4 separate regions of the Mus musculus genome follow, and regions 2, 3 and 4 are each linked to region 1. Evidence: chromatin contacts called from public HiChIP or PLAC-seq and promoter capture Hi-C data. All regions are on one chromosome and are shown on one strand. The core of a region is the stretch at or near the end of the contact, and the rest is flanking DNA. Distances in the headings are between cores, read along the strand shown. Region 1 holds the start of Neto2 (neuropilin (NRP) and tolloid (TLL)-like 2). Region 2 has its middle 49 kb from the start of Gm33687. Region 3 has its middle 72 kb from the start of Gm33687. Region 4 has its middle 5.5 kb from the start of Gm33687.

Evidence for each region. Promoter capture Hi-C pulls out the DNA fragments that hold promoters and counts their contacts. HiChIP or PLAC-seq counts read pairs in DNA pulled down with a chosen protein or histone mark.
Region 2: an H3K27ac HiChIP or PLAC-seq map of SST interneurons shows a contact between it and region 1, with 7 times the contacts expected there. The contact joins the enhancer-like site here to the promoter of Neto2 in region 1. A contact is called at or near these places in 22 of 39 promoter capture datasets (the 3T3-L1 cell line, 3T3-L1-derived adipocytes, the C10 cell line and 13 more), 1 of 15 datasets of contacts at CTCF or cohesin (large pre-B cells), 3 of 484 Hi-C or Micro-C datasets (cerebellum, cerebral cortex and tail fibroblasts), 10 of 115 datasets of contacts at active chromatin or transcription factors (SST interneurons, acute myeloid leukemia, embryonic forebrain and 6 more) and 4 of 9 other capture datasets (adipose tissue, embryonic stem cells, liver and 1 more).
Region 3: a contact with region 1 is called in a promoter capture Hi-C map of the SN4741 cell line, with 5 times the contacts expected there. The contact joins the enhancer-like site here to the promoter of Neto2 in region 1. A contact is called at or near these places in 27 of 39 promoter capture datasets (the 3T3-L1 cell line, 3T3-L1-derived adipocytes, the C10 cell line and 15 more), 4 of 15 datasets of contacts at CTCF or cohesin (embryonic stem cells, large pre-B cells, pro-B cells and 1 more), 62 of 484 Hi-C or Micro-C datasets (B cells, the BV-2 cell line, the Ba/F3 cell line and 31 more), 17 of 115 datasets of contacts at active chromatin or transcription factors (astrocytes, a beta-TC-6 cell line, bone marrow-derived dendritic cells and 10 more) and 4 of 9 other capture datasets (adipose tissue, embryonic stem cells, liver and 1 more).
Region 4: a contact with region 1 is called in an H3K27ac HiChIP or PLAC-seq map of SST interneurons, with 8 times the contacts expected there. The contact joins the enhancer-like site here to the promoter of Neto2 in region 1. A contact is called at or near these places in 18 of 39 promoter capture datasets (the 3T3-L1 cell line, 3T3-L1-derived adipocytes, the C10 cell line and 9 more), 2 of 15 datasets of contacts at CTCF or cohesin (large pre-B cells and pro-B cells), 2 of 484 Hi-C or Micro-C datasets (both in cerebral cortex), 14 of 115 datasets of contacts at active chromatin or transcription factors (SST interneurons, acute myeloid leukemia, astrocytes and 7 more) and 4 of 9 other capture datasets (adipose tissue, embryonic stem cells, liver and 1 more).

Annotation. Positions count from the first base shown.
Region 1 is chr8:85,699,619-85,702,797 of GRCm38.p6, forward strand. Neto2 (neuropilin (NRP) and tolloid (TLL)-like 2) reads right to left here and starts at 1,306. Exons shown (of 9, transcript NM_001357288.1): 1 at 1,023-1,306. The coding sequence starts at 1,056. Mir8109 (microRNA 8109) reads left to right here and starts at 1,287; the gene lies at 1,287-1,403.
Region 2 is chr8:86,327,185-86,330,217 of GRCm38.p6, forward strand. No RefSeq gene overlaps it. Among named protein-coding and RNA genes, the nearest start is that of Gm33687, 49 kb to the left of the region's middle. Within about 2 kb of position 1,642, at least 23 of the 459 cell types and tissues checked have an H3K27ac peak or open chromatin away from gene starts, as enhancers often do. A contact at or near this core is called in SST interneurons, cerebellum, cerebral cortex and 2 more, where this site is marked.
Region 3 is chr8:86,350,262-86,353,102 of GRCm38.p6, forward strand. No RefSeq gene overlaps it. Among named protein-coding and RNA genes, the nearest start is that of Gm33687, 72 kb to the left of the region's middle. Within about 2 kb of position 1,475, at least 14 of the 459 cell types and tissues checked have an H3K27ac peak or open chromatin away from gene starts, as enhancers often do. A contact at or near this core is called in the SN4741 cell line and embryonic fibroblasts, where this site is marked.
Region 4 is chr8:86,272,692-86,275,867 of GRCm38.p6, forward strand. No RefSeq gene overlaps it. Among named protein-coding and RNA genes, the nearest start is that of Gm33687, 5.5 kb to the right of the region's middle. Within about 2 kb of position 1,295, at least 53 of the 459 cell types and tissues checked have an H3K27ac peak or open chromatin away from gene starts, as enhancers often do. A contact at or near this core is called in SST interneurons, cerebral cortex, embryonic limb bud and 2 more, where this site is marked.

The DNA.
Region 1 (3,179 bases), core at 56-2,555:
TGGCTAGAAGGTTAGTGGTTATCTTGGCACAGTCTGAACATAAAAGTATTGATATGCATATAGTTAGGTAGGTAAATATTTAAATTAAATGGCTGTAACGTCAATTAGTAATTTATGAATATTTGTCCAATTATGAAGTTTGTCTAAAACGTTGTTAGTTCAAGAACAACAAAAAGTTCCACTGAACTTTCTAACAAAACAAATTTGAAAATAAGGTGTTAACACGTACCAGGAAAACACCAAAATGTGTAATTGTGCAAATATCAGGATTCAGTGCTAAAAATGTAAGCGCCAGTATTTTAACACTGTCATACTTTCTCTCTTAATATAAGAGGATTTAAAAAAAAAAACCCATTCAGATATTATTCATTTGCAATTAAATCATTTGGGGAAAAGGAAGTCATTTGCTGAAAGGCGGTGCTTTTTCTTGAGATTTATGAAAGGATCAATCCAGGACGAGTTCTGGAATAAACTTTGCCTCTCAATGTAAACCATCTAGAAATATTTATCTGAAACAGCACCTCCGCGGAGAGGCAGCCTCTCAGTGGCTTTAGGAGCTCGATGCTGTCAGCTCGCCGGCCGCTGCCGACCCGTGCATCCTCCGCACAGGACTCATGAGGCAGCGGGACTCGGCGATCCCGGGAAGGCAGCGCGGGGCGCGGGGCGCGGGGGGCATGCAGGGCCGCCGCGCAGCCCCGAGCCCGCAGTGGTGCCGCAGCCTCCCGGCCGCAGCAGGTGGGACCCGCGGGAGGCGCGGACATTGGGGGCTTCTCCGAAACCGCTGCGGCGCGTCGGAGTTGGGGCTTTCGTGGTTTGTGTGCTACCACTTTCTGCGGTGGCAACCTGGGGCCACCGGCCTTCGCTTCGCACACTTTGCAAGGCGCGGAGTCGCCGGCGTCCCCCGGAGCGAGCTCGCAGCGGCGGCGGGCGGCCTGGCCCAGACAAAGGGCGCGAAGGCGGCGGCGGAGCGGAGCGGAGCGCGGCCTGGCCCGCAAGGGGGCGCTGCCCGCACCCGCGCTTACCTTTGAGGACCGCGCAGAGCTGCTCCAGGGCCATGTTCCTCAGCGTCGGCGCTCCGAGAGCGCCCGAGGCGGCGGCGCGGTGGTCACGGCCCGGCGGGGTAGCTTCGCTCCGTCCCCATCGCCGGCCGCCGCCGCTTCCTAGCAGCGGGCGCAGCGCCTCGGCCCGCCGTGCCGGGTCCCCGACGGCCGCCGCCTCTCGGCGGGCTGAGGAAAGCCAGCGGCGGACGCTCCCGCGGCGGGCTCCCTTGAAGTGGCGCGCGCCGGGAGCCCCGGCTCATTTAAGCAGCGAGCGCAGCGCCGCGTGCCGGCCGCGGGGCCACTGCGCACGCGCAGCCCCGCCCTCCCGCGTGCCCCGCCCGCCACTCGCTTCCCGGGCCTCGCGCGCGGCCCACCCCTCCCTGCCGGTGTCTTCTCGAAGCCTTGAGCTCCCCAGGTCCGATTTTTCCATCCCCTCTCGGAGGACCTCAAGCTCAGGTGCTTGAAAACGTCTGCTCAGCCTTGCTGATCTCGGTGGAAGGGAGACCCCCGCGGGGGCCCTGGAGGTGCCCGGGTGAGTTCCCCCGGCCAGCAGTAAGGGTTGTTGCACCTACTGAACCTTCTCCAACAGTTGCCAGGCACAGCGCTGCTTGAGGAATCCTCACTCCCAGTCCTCGCCACAGTGGGCTGAAAGCTCCACGCCAGCCAGAAAAGTGAAACTTTGTTCTAGCTGCAGAGACAGGCGCGACTGAATGCAGACTGGGTCTCCCCAAGGCCACCCCTAACCACAGCCGTACAGACGGACCGCTGAGCGCCACCGGAAAGGAATTATATGTGCCTTGGATAGTTTGTGCATGATCTCGTCTTCCTCCAGCTCTTGTGCATTGAAATTGTCTTGCTGGCAGAGCTGCTTCATCCTACTGAAATAGAAATGACTTGAATGCAGGCGGGCTACAGTCATTTATTGGTTTGAGTTATGTGCATATAACAATGACTGGTATTGGGGGGCCTACCAATATTAAGTCCCTACCGTAATTGATCTGATATATAAATGTTTATCTAGCAAATTATGGCTAATTAGAACGTCCAGCAACTGAACAAAATATTCCAAGGGTGTCACATTCTTTCTTTTCTTGGATCGCTCTAAGAAAGTCACAGAAGTATAAGCAATTAACAAGTTTATAAATAAAACCAATTAACACCTATTAGCATAAAGTTGTTTAGCCCTTTGCTGTGTGCTTCAGTGGTTATGAAAGATGTGTGATTTGGGGCTTATAAGGTGATCACCTGCAGTTAAATTAAAATTGCACCCAGGAACCAGTGAATAAGGCATTTTAGAACCTTTTCCACAAATAAAATAATGATAAATGGGGACAGCAGTTAATAATTCAGTTTAAGTCCTGGGCAAGAGTGGATAAAGAAACTGGGAAGCCCTTTGAGTTTCTGGATCAACAATGCATAGTTGTTGATGGAGGAAAAGAAAAAAAACCCAAAAAACAAAAAACAGCCTGTATGATGTCATCAGAGAACGCTCCATGAAAAAGGGGAGAAAGAAGATGGAAAATGTTTGGATGGCAAGTGAAGAGGAGGGGTGTAGTCATGATTGTCAAGTGTCAGGTAAGATGCAAGTGTGAGCAGGGAATTTGGGACAAGTGTCATCAGAAACTAAAGATTAAAGAGAATGTGGACTTTGAATGTGGAGATGCACTCATCTCTCCATTGGTTTTAGGATGTCTGTCTCTTAATCCTCCTGACACATGTCAAGGTCTTCATAGGTGTATTAGTCAGGGTTCTCTAGAGTCACAGAACGTATGGATAGTCTCTAGATAATAAAGGAATTTATTGATGACTTACAGTCGGCAGCTCAATTCCCAACAATTGTTCAGTCGCAGCTGTGAATGGAAGTCCAAGGATCTAGCAGTTACTCAGTCTCACGTAGCAAGCAGGCGAAGGAGCAGGAGCAAGAGCAAGACTCCCTTCTTCCAATGTCCTTATATTGTCTCCAGCAGAAGGTGTAGCCCAGATTAAAGGTGTGTTCCGCCACACCTTTAATCCCAGATGAAAGGCGTAGCCCAGATTAAAGGTGTGTTCCTTAAACACGGAGATTCAATCTTCTGGAATCCATAGCCACTATGGCTCAAGATCTTCAAACCAAGATCCAGATAAGGATCTCCAAGCCTC
Region 2 (3,033 bases), core at 392-2,891, 630 kb after region 1:
GAAGTTTAATGTCTCCAAGTCCCAGTTCCTATATGAGCAACCAAGGTCAATGTTGCTCATCTCTTAAGGTCCTTTTGAGGATCAAACAAGATGCAGCCATCCACCGAGTGAATTAGATCATGACAGGCCTCCACTCAAAACACTACAAAGGACTGCTAGGAGTCTTAGTCGTTTTCTATTGCTGTGCTAAAACATCATGACCAAGGCAACTTATTTTTAAAAAGCATTTGTTTGGGGCTTATTATTTCAGAGGGTTAGAATCCAGGACCATTACTATGGGAGATAGCAGCAGGCTGGCAGACATGGCACTAGAGCAGTAGGTAAGAGCTCACATCTTGAACCACATCATAAGGCAGAAAGAGAGAAAAAGAGATTGGGAATGGCCAGAGTCTTTTGAGACCTCAAAGCCTGGCCTCCTCTAATAGGATATACTTCTTAATTCTTCCCAAGCAGTTCTATAAACTGGGGACCAAACATTTAATCTATGAGCCTTTGGTGGCGGTGGGGGCTTCTGTAGGAAATGGGGTAGGAGTGGATAGGCTCATTCAAGCCACTAGGAAATTCAGAAGGGGTTTAAGTCTTTAGTAGAGACTTGGCGTCTTGCCTCTGTCTACGTCTCTGCCCACTCCTGTGTCTCACAGAGCTTATGTGTCCCTGTTCTCCAGCCCTTGCCCTTGTGCCTTGTCACCAAAGGCCTATCCACTCTGATAGGAATACTTCCTCCAATGTGTCTCTAGCCTTAAGGTCACACCATTCCGTTTCAGGTTCACTTCCCAAGGAACCTTTTTCCCCCCCGCAAGCCTGAACTATCACCCAGCATTCTAATTTATTTAACCTAAATGGTGTCTCTTTCTGACTTTAATTGCCACCCTGTGTTCTGTGACATGTTCACTTGCTTCCAGTCTGTCTCTTCTTTTGAAATGGGAAATCTCTGATGGCAAATATGCTTTCTTCACGGATGTCTTCCCAGCTGGCCCTCAAATAATTAATGAATACCTTACGAGAGTTTCTCTACCCAGTGCTTGGCACACAGTACTGTCTCAATAAACAGCAATTCTTCCTCCAACCTTCTTGGCAAGGAGACTGAGCTGAAGATAAGACAGTCTGAGGGTGGTGGCCGCTGTTAGGGAAGCTGCCACCTCTTCTCTCCCTCCCTCCTTCTCTTCCCTCCTCATCCCTCTTCCTCCTTCCTCCTTTTCCCTCCTCCTCTTCTTCTAGCTCCTTGGATCTTTATACACCCCAATAACTATATTCTGCAGAGCCTAACAAAGTAAATTCTCATTTTATATTTTAATCAATTTGTTCCACATAAAGTATGTCTAGGGCGATAAGAGCAAGTGTTAGGAAAAAAAAAAACACTAGACAATTCACAGAATTTGCCCACCAGTTCCTGTCTTCTAGCACGGTTTGACTTGAGAAAAAGAGCCAAGGAGAGAGAAAAGACCACACCGACTCTGCAGGGGTGAGCATCAGGATTAATTAGAGAAGCTTCCCTAATGACCCTTGCTATTGAAAAATGCATGAATGGAAACCATTTCTGCCCTCTGCTTTGTGAATGAACGGAATAGAGGAGTTTGTGGGAACGAAGCCATCCCCCACGGTGCAATGCTCCATCCACACCTCCTGGGTGACTCATGCGCTTGTGGAGCTTGTGGAGCCCAGACTGTGTGGCCTCGGCAGTGGGAAAAGGAGGAGGAGGAGGCAGTGGGAAAGACACATTGGCAGGTGCTCTGCAAGTGTGTTAGCAGATCCTGAGCCACTGGGACCCAGGGGGCTCACGGGAGGTTTGTGAGGGAGGGGGATGCCTGAGCCTAGCTAGAGCTAAGCTGATGAGATTAACTAGGTCAAGGGTGTGTGGAGAGGATGGTGTAGAAGGAGAAGTTTCCTAGGCAGAGGGGTGGGCATCATGGAAAGCTGAATCTGCAGTCTGTGATCTATTTCTACCACTGTAGATATGTGTCTTTTTCTGTGTCTCAGGTTCTTCAGGTTTAATAAGCTCTGGATTAAATGTTTGTTCCAAAACTTCCATCAGAATAAGAATTCTGTTGGCTCATATGAAGTCATCTTTGCCTCTCACCCCTACTAGGTCCTTTTGGCCCCTAAGTTCACTCATATTTTCCATTTCGTTTCTTTCTCTACACCCTCCTCCAAACACAGCTCCTTCTTTGTTTTCTTATAAGTCACCAAGGCTAATAACTAAAAGCTTATTTAGTGCCTCTGGGGATATCTGTTGGGACAGAAGAAATGACAAATTGCTACACTAGCATTGGCTCCTAAATTTAAATACAGTAGAAATGTTTGAGATGGAATAATGCAGACGTTAAATACCAAGATTGCCCAAGAGATTTTGAATTCTGTAGAGCTAACATTTTGGTAAAGAGAATACTTTTAAACTTATTGCATAGTCATTTTAATTAATCACCATGACTGTGCTATCACTAACAGGCACAGAACACCAGGCTGCCCAAACCATGCCACGCTGGTGTCTGTTTACTTTGAGCTAAAGACAAATGAGAAGAGTATATGGAAGACAGGTTCCTGCTTCCCTTTCTGCTCCTAATCTGGGTATGAGTTTCCCTTGGTGAAGATACCCATGCTGCCTCAGTCCTCACCACGAAGGGAGATAACTCTATCCCTGATGAGTCTGCATAGATAACCCTTACTTACTAAGATAATCCTTATCTTTCATTAATTTCCTGTATAGACTCACTTCCCTACAATTTACCAAACCTAAAATCCCAAACACTGCTCTTTTGTCTTGTCATTTCTTCACAAACTATTGCTGGTTTATGAACTCTCAGGCCTAACTCTCTTTGGGGCCTACCTCCTTTCCTGTGGAACTCCTAGGCATATACAGAAATTGAAATACTACATCATTTTGTGTGTCCCTTTCCACCATCAATCTGCCTTCTGTCAGCCTGGCCTGTTACCTACCCTACATCATCGATGGAAAAACCTGTTCAGATCCCATGAGTGGCACACTTGTATGTTACGCCGCAGGACTCACAGCACAAATAATAACATCAACACTTT
Region 3 (2,841 bases), core at 225-2,724, 650 kb after region 1:
AAGAATGGATTCACTGAGAGAATATCGCATACCATCACTCTCAGTGTGGGCTGGGCAGCTCCTCATGAGTCACCCTGGACAGTAGATGACAGACATCTTCATTATTCTCTGCACCGATGACTCAGTCTGAGCTCCTTGATGAAAAGTATCACTGGTTTTTATTTCTTTACTATATTGTCTGGTTGAATAAGCTAATCACAAGGAACAAAGCACACTTTTCACAAGCCATGTGTGCTTGGATGAGTTACCCACCCACTCTGAACCTCATTTATAATTATAAAAATTATACAAGATAATTATGTCTGAATGCTAAAATTAAGAGTTTGTATAGGCTGGGGAGATGGCTTTTCAGTAAAATGTTTGCCCTGCATGAGAAGCCCAGGTTTGGTGGTATGTTTGCAGTCCCAGAGCTAGGGAGGCATCCAGACTAGCTGAGTTGGGTAGCATATGGAAAACAGAACTAAACTAAACAAAACAACCACCCAAATGCAAACAAAGTAAATGGCTCCTAAAGAATGACCCTTAAGGTTAACCTCTGGCCTCCTGTGTACTAACACACACACACACACACACACACACACACACACACACACACATTGACATACTGTGTGGAGCTCAAGTGAGCCAACCAAATATAATCTGCACAAGCGACTTCACTCAAACAGAAAAACCACTTGGCAGAGCCCGTCCTGAATGGTAGGGCTGAGGAACTGTAAGCTTAATAATTGGTGGTTGTTTTCAGTCACTACAATGCTTTAGTTTTTATTTCTACTGGGTCAAGAGATGCCCAGATACCAGGTAAGATGTTGTTACTCTGTGTGTCTGTGAAGGTGTTTCTGAAAGAGGCCTTCACTGGGTAGACATTATTCAATCTGTTAATGAAATTGAGCTTCTCCAATTTTATCCAATCCTATTGTAGTGGTTTGAATATGCTGGGCTCTGGGGAGTGGCACTATTAGGAGGCGTGGCCTTGTTGGAGGAAGTGTGTCATTGTGGGTGTGGGCTTTAAGACCCTTGTCCTAGCTACCTGGAAGTCAGTTGTCTGTTTGCCTTTGGAAAAAGATGTAGTGCTCTTAGCTCCTCCAGCACCATGTCTGACTGCCTGAATGCTGCCATGGGTCTCACCATGATGATAATGGACTAAACCTCTGAACCTGTTAGCCAGACCCAATTAAATTTTGTCCTTTATCAGAGTTGCCTTGGTTATGGTATCTCTTCACAGCAATAGAAACCCTAACTAAGACGCCTCTGTTTTGGAAAGGGAAAAGGAACTGCAGTTAAGTTAATTGATCATATGCATGTGACAAACCCCCAGTAAAAAATCCCTGCACTTGCAGTTTCTGCAAACACAGCTTGCTGTAAGTACCCCTTCCCCTGGCTGTTCAACTGGATCCTTTGCACTAACCCTTACAATACATGGGCGAAGGGTTTGTCTGGCTTCAGTGAGCCATGCCAGCAAATGACAGGGATTGAGTCACCAGACCCTCTAACCACAAGGAGTGTGACTGGCCTCTGAAGTAGGCTTGTTTTGGGATGTAGTGGTACCTGGCTCTATCTCCGAGTAGAAAATGTCAAAATTGAGTTGCTCACAGGCTCTCTAGCAGATGCTGAAAAATTGATGTGTGGCCACAGATCTGTTCCACGTGGAGCATATAAGAGAAAACAGTTTGTTCTTCCTGTTACTTTTCCCGCGTGTGGGTTTTCAGAGAGGACTCCACCTTTGAAGGATGACTGAAATCTCACAGATCAGCTTGCTTTGAAATGAAACACCATGTGTGGTGCTATCTGCCTTTACTATAGTAGAACTCACACGTGGGCTGCATGGAAATGATACAGAGGTACAAACTTTACGACACTGACCTGCCCAATCCCAGTCTGTTCTCTTTGCACTCTGTTATGTCCCTTTTGAGGACTGGTGTGAGAGTATCAGGGTTTTCTAAGTTTCTGTCTTATGGCCCATTCTTAAAGGTCCTTGCTCATTGGCAGATAAGAAGCCTCAGAGGAAACAGCTTGCCATTTTCTCCCCTGCTGGGAGTTAGTAAGTTTTAAGATAGGACTGTAGGGGAATTTATAGATTTGGGGGCTTTGTGCCAGACACCAGAAATAAACTGCTGTGTGTGTGTATACATGCATATTAATTGCAGGAGGCTAATGCCAGCCTTCCAGTCCCTCAGACTGTCCAGTGAGATTGAACCCAGTTGACCATAGCAATAATTAGTCCAGTAGCATGTCATGTCTTATTTCCTTTCATGGTCTCACTCTTGTTTATGGAATCACCTCAGATAAACTACCACACATGAATACATTTACCCAAAGTTTGAAGCTTTGCCTTTCTTCTCATTTGTATTGGTCAGGGATTGCTAGAGGAATGGAAGCAATAGGATGTTTAAAATGGATTTATTAGATTGACTTACACTACTTGTGCTGTGTCATCCAACAATAGCTAATCTACATCACATAGTTGCTCAGTCCATGTGGCCTCAGGAGTCCTAGTCTGATGATGAAAGTAGGAAGGAGTTTTGGAGATCTTGGGGCTTCAGTCTGTGTTGAAAGGTCAAAGAAGTTGGGTTTCAATATCAGTGAAGGATGGAAGCAAAGATATCAACAGAGTAGATGCACTCATCAGCAGGAAGCAAAGGTGAGGAGGCAAAGTAAAAAAATCTTTTCTTCCAGACCTCTTTGTATCCAGACATACCCTCATGGACCTGACCAAAAGCATGTTTCTTAGTTGATCTCAGACCCAGGCAAGTTGACATCCAAGATTAAGCAACACCTCAGTGAAGGAGCGATGCATGTGAGCACATAATCTTTACAGGCATGTCATAATTTACTTCTCCATTG
Region 4 (3,176 bases), core at 45-2,544, 570 kb after region 1:
AATAGGATTTTTTTTTTGAGTCTACTTTGCATATGAGAGAAAACCTGAGGAGAGTGACCTTGAATGAACCCCAAGAATTCGGGCTGGAATGACCTTTAGCTGTGAATAGAACAGGATGCTCACTCCCTGGGTGTAAGCAGCAGGTCATGCAACAGCTCAGATGACACACCCTCCCCATCTGCTCTGAGGTTTGCTTTAACCCAGGGAAGAAACATAAAGCACACCTGCAACTTCCCTGGCCTCTCTTCTGTGGCCCAGGGGATGTAAAATGGCTCTACTATCTGGATCCCAAGAGAGAACAATACAGATAACCATGCCAAAGGTGATGCTCTCCACTCAGAGCAGCTGCCACGGTTACTCTTTTTCTGACTCACGTTAACTCACCTTCACTTTATAGTGAGTGTCTAAGGATCTGAGAATTGCTAAGGGACTCAAGATAAATACAGAATTTGGGGAAGTGGGAGAATTTTCAAGGTCCAGGCATTGACATTCTGCTCCAGTTGCTCACTCTTCCTCCTGCCATCAGCCTTTGGAGCATCTATCGATCAACCCATCGATCCACTGGGAAGTGCACATTTCAAGCAAGTTTCTCCAGCAGCACTCTTAAGCGATCAGTGTTTCTATAACTCATTATGGAACAGGCAACAATTGCCCTGTTGGGTTTATGTAGTTGTGAGCCTCAAGTGAGGTGAGGGGGTGAGACATTAAGTGCAGCACAAATGAATACACTTTCATCCATCTGATAAGTGCTTATTGGGAATGTTAGTGTCAGAAGCAATTTTGCTTGTTTGCTGAGGCTTTGAGAACATTAACTCTCAAGAGCATCATTTTGGGGATGAAGTTGATTTCATTGTACTGGGTTGTCCACAGTCTTAACACATCCCTTTCAAGAGCTCCGTGACCACTATTGATTACAGACATAAGTACAGACACCTGAACTTGTACTTCACTAATGTCCTTCCTTTAACTTCTACGGTCTGTGGTGTTCACAGCACAGATACGCACTTTCTAAGAACACAGTTTTGCTCACTCACACAAGTCCACGTTCATGTAAATGCAGCTGGTATGGTGTACAATAGTGTTTGAAAGGAACCAATTTTTGAAACGATGGTGTGGAATAGGATGAGTTCTCTCTGGTTCTGAGTCTTCAAAAGCCATTTGTACTTTAAGGGCCCATTTGGAGAAGTGGGAAGAAAATCCCACTCTGCCAGCATGACTCAGGGCTGAAGAGCAAAGCAGTTTTAGGACCAAGAGGCAGAAGTAATACTACACTGGGTTAGTGGTATCCATGGCAACGTCAGAGCCTGGTAAAGTTAATAAGCCTGCTTTCAGAACTCAGCTGCTCTCCTTGGTGCGGATGGGGCCTGGCTTGGCTCCTTTTTATGTTTTTATGCCTGTCTTAGCTGATGCTTGTGCTGAATGCACCAATCCCTTCCCATTGCCTAACTGAGCAGGGCTGATGGCAGCCTACTTGGAACGGCTGGCCATGAGGAAGCCTTAGTGTATGTAGCCTTTGAGGGTACCTGTGAGATGCAGAGTTATCAGCTCCATTCTCATCATGCAAAATAAAGACTTCTTTACTTAGCCACAAGGTCAGTTTGCTGGGGAACTTCTCAGCCTTGCCTTCTGTTCTTGCTACTTCAGTCCATGCCTGTTGGTGGCTCTGTATGGCTCAGCCACTCCATGTGAGCAATGAATGTTTAATCCCAGCTCAGTCACTCAACACTTAATTCTTCCTCTTTGTGATGTAGGATATGTGATCACCGTGTGAACCCCAAGATTGTGAACTGGATAAACCTTGTTGTGGTGTGGCTCAGCCCTAGCACATGGCTTTAATCCAAGACCTTTCTGTAAACAAGAACTCAATAAAGTCAACGATAGACCAAGAGGCAGATTAAGCAACCAATTGTCAGGGAGTGAGCATAAGAAAACCCAGGAAAGAGAAGGAGAGTCTCTGAGTTGAAGGGTATAAAGACAGAGTGCAGAAGGAGGAGGGGCTTTTCCTTCTGGGACACCAGTGGAGTGGGAAGGTCAGCTGGGTACTTTCTCTGACTCTGTGAGCTAGCCGGCTTCCACCACAGCATCTGGCTTCTGTGCCTTCACTGATAAATCGAACGTTTGGGATTCTGTTTTTGTTTTTGTTTTTGTTTTGTTTTGTTTTGTTTGTTTTTAATGAGGATTAAGCAGTTTATTTTATATTCAGTCTACAAGACCCGGCATGCGGTAAACCCATGTCTCACTTATAAGAGGCAATGAAATCATAATTAAAAACAATGTGCCTTGTGCCATATGATTTTTTTATTTTCTTTATTTACAGTTCAAATTTTAATCCCCTCTCCTAGTTTCCCCTCTGAAAACCCCCTATCCCATCCCACCTCCCCCTGTTCACCAACCCACCCACTCTCACTTCCCTGTCCTGCCATCCCCCTACACTGGGGAATAGAGCCTTCTCAGGACCAAGGGCCTCTTCTCCCACTGATGTCCAACAAGCCCAACCTCTGCTACATAGGCAGCTGGAGCCATGGGTCCCTCCATGTGTACTTTTGGTTGGTGGTTTACTCCTTGGGAGCCCTGGGGGTACTAGTTGGTTCATATTGTTGTCCCTCCTATGGGGCTGCAAACCCCTTCAGCTCCTTTGGGTCCTTTTCTAGTTCCTCCATTGGGGACCCTGTGCTCAGTCCAATGATTGGCTGCAAGCATCCACCTCTGTATTTGTCAGGCACTGGCAGAGCCTCTCAGGAGAGAGCCATATCAGGCTCCTGTCAGCAAGCACTTGTTGGCATCCACAATAGTGTCTGGGTTTGGTGGGGATTTTGTTTTTTAAGAACAGCATCTGTGCCTCAGTTTCCTCACCTTTAGGAAAGTTAACTAATAAGAGAATCTTGCCTAGTATTTACAATGGTGATTACTTCTTTTTTATTTTATGTTTTTATTATTTTACTCTTTTGCTTTTGAGAGAGTTTCACTCTAACATAGGCTAACTTAGAATCCCATCAACAACCCAGACTGGCTTAGAACTTCCTCAGTAGTCCAGGCTGGCCTCCAATTCCTGCTATTTTTGCCTTTGCTTCCCAAGAGCTGAGGTTACAGGTGGCTGCGTCTATACCAGACCCAGTGTGGGTTTTAATTTTAACTGATCAGAGATGCGTGGGGGCTAGAGAGTAGAGCAGGGCTTG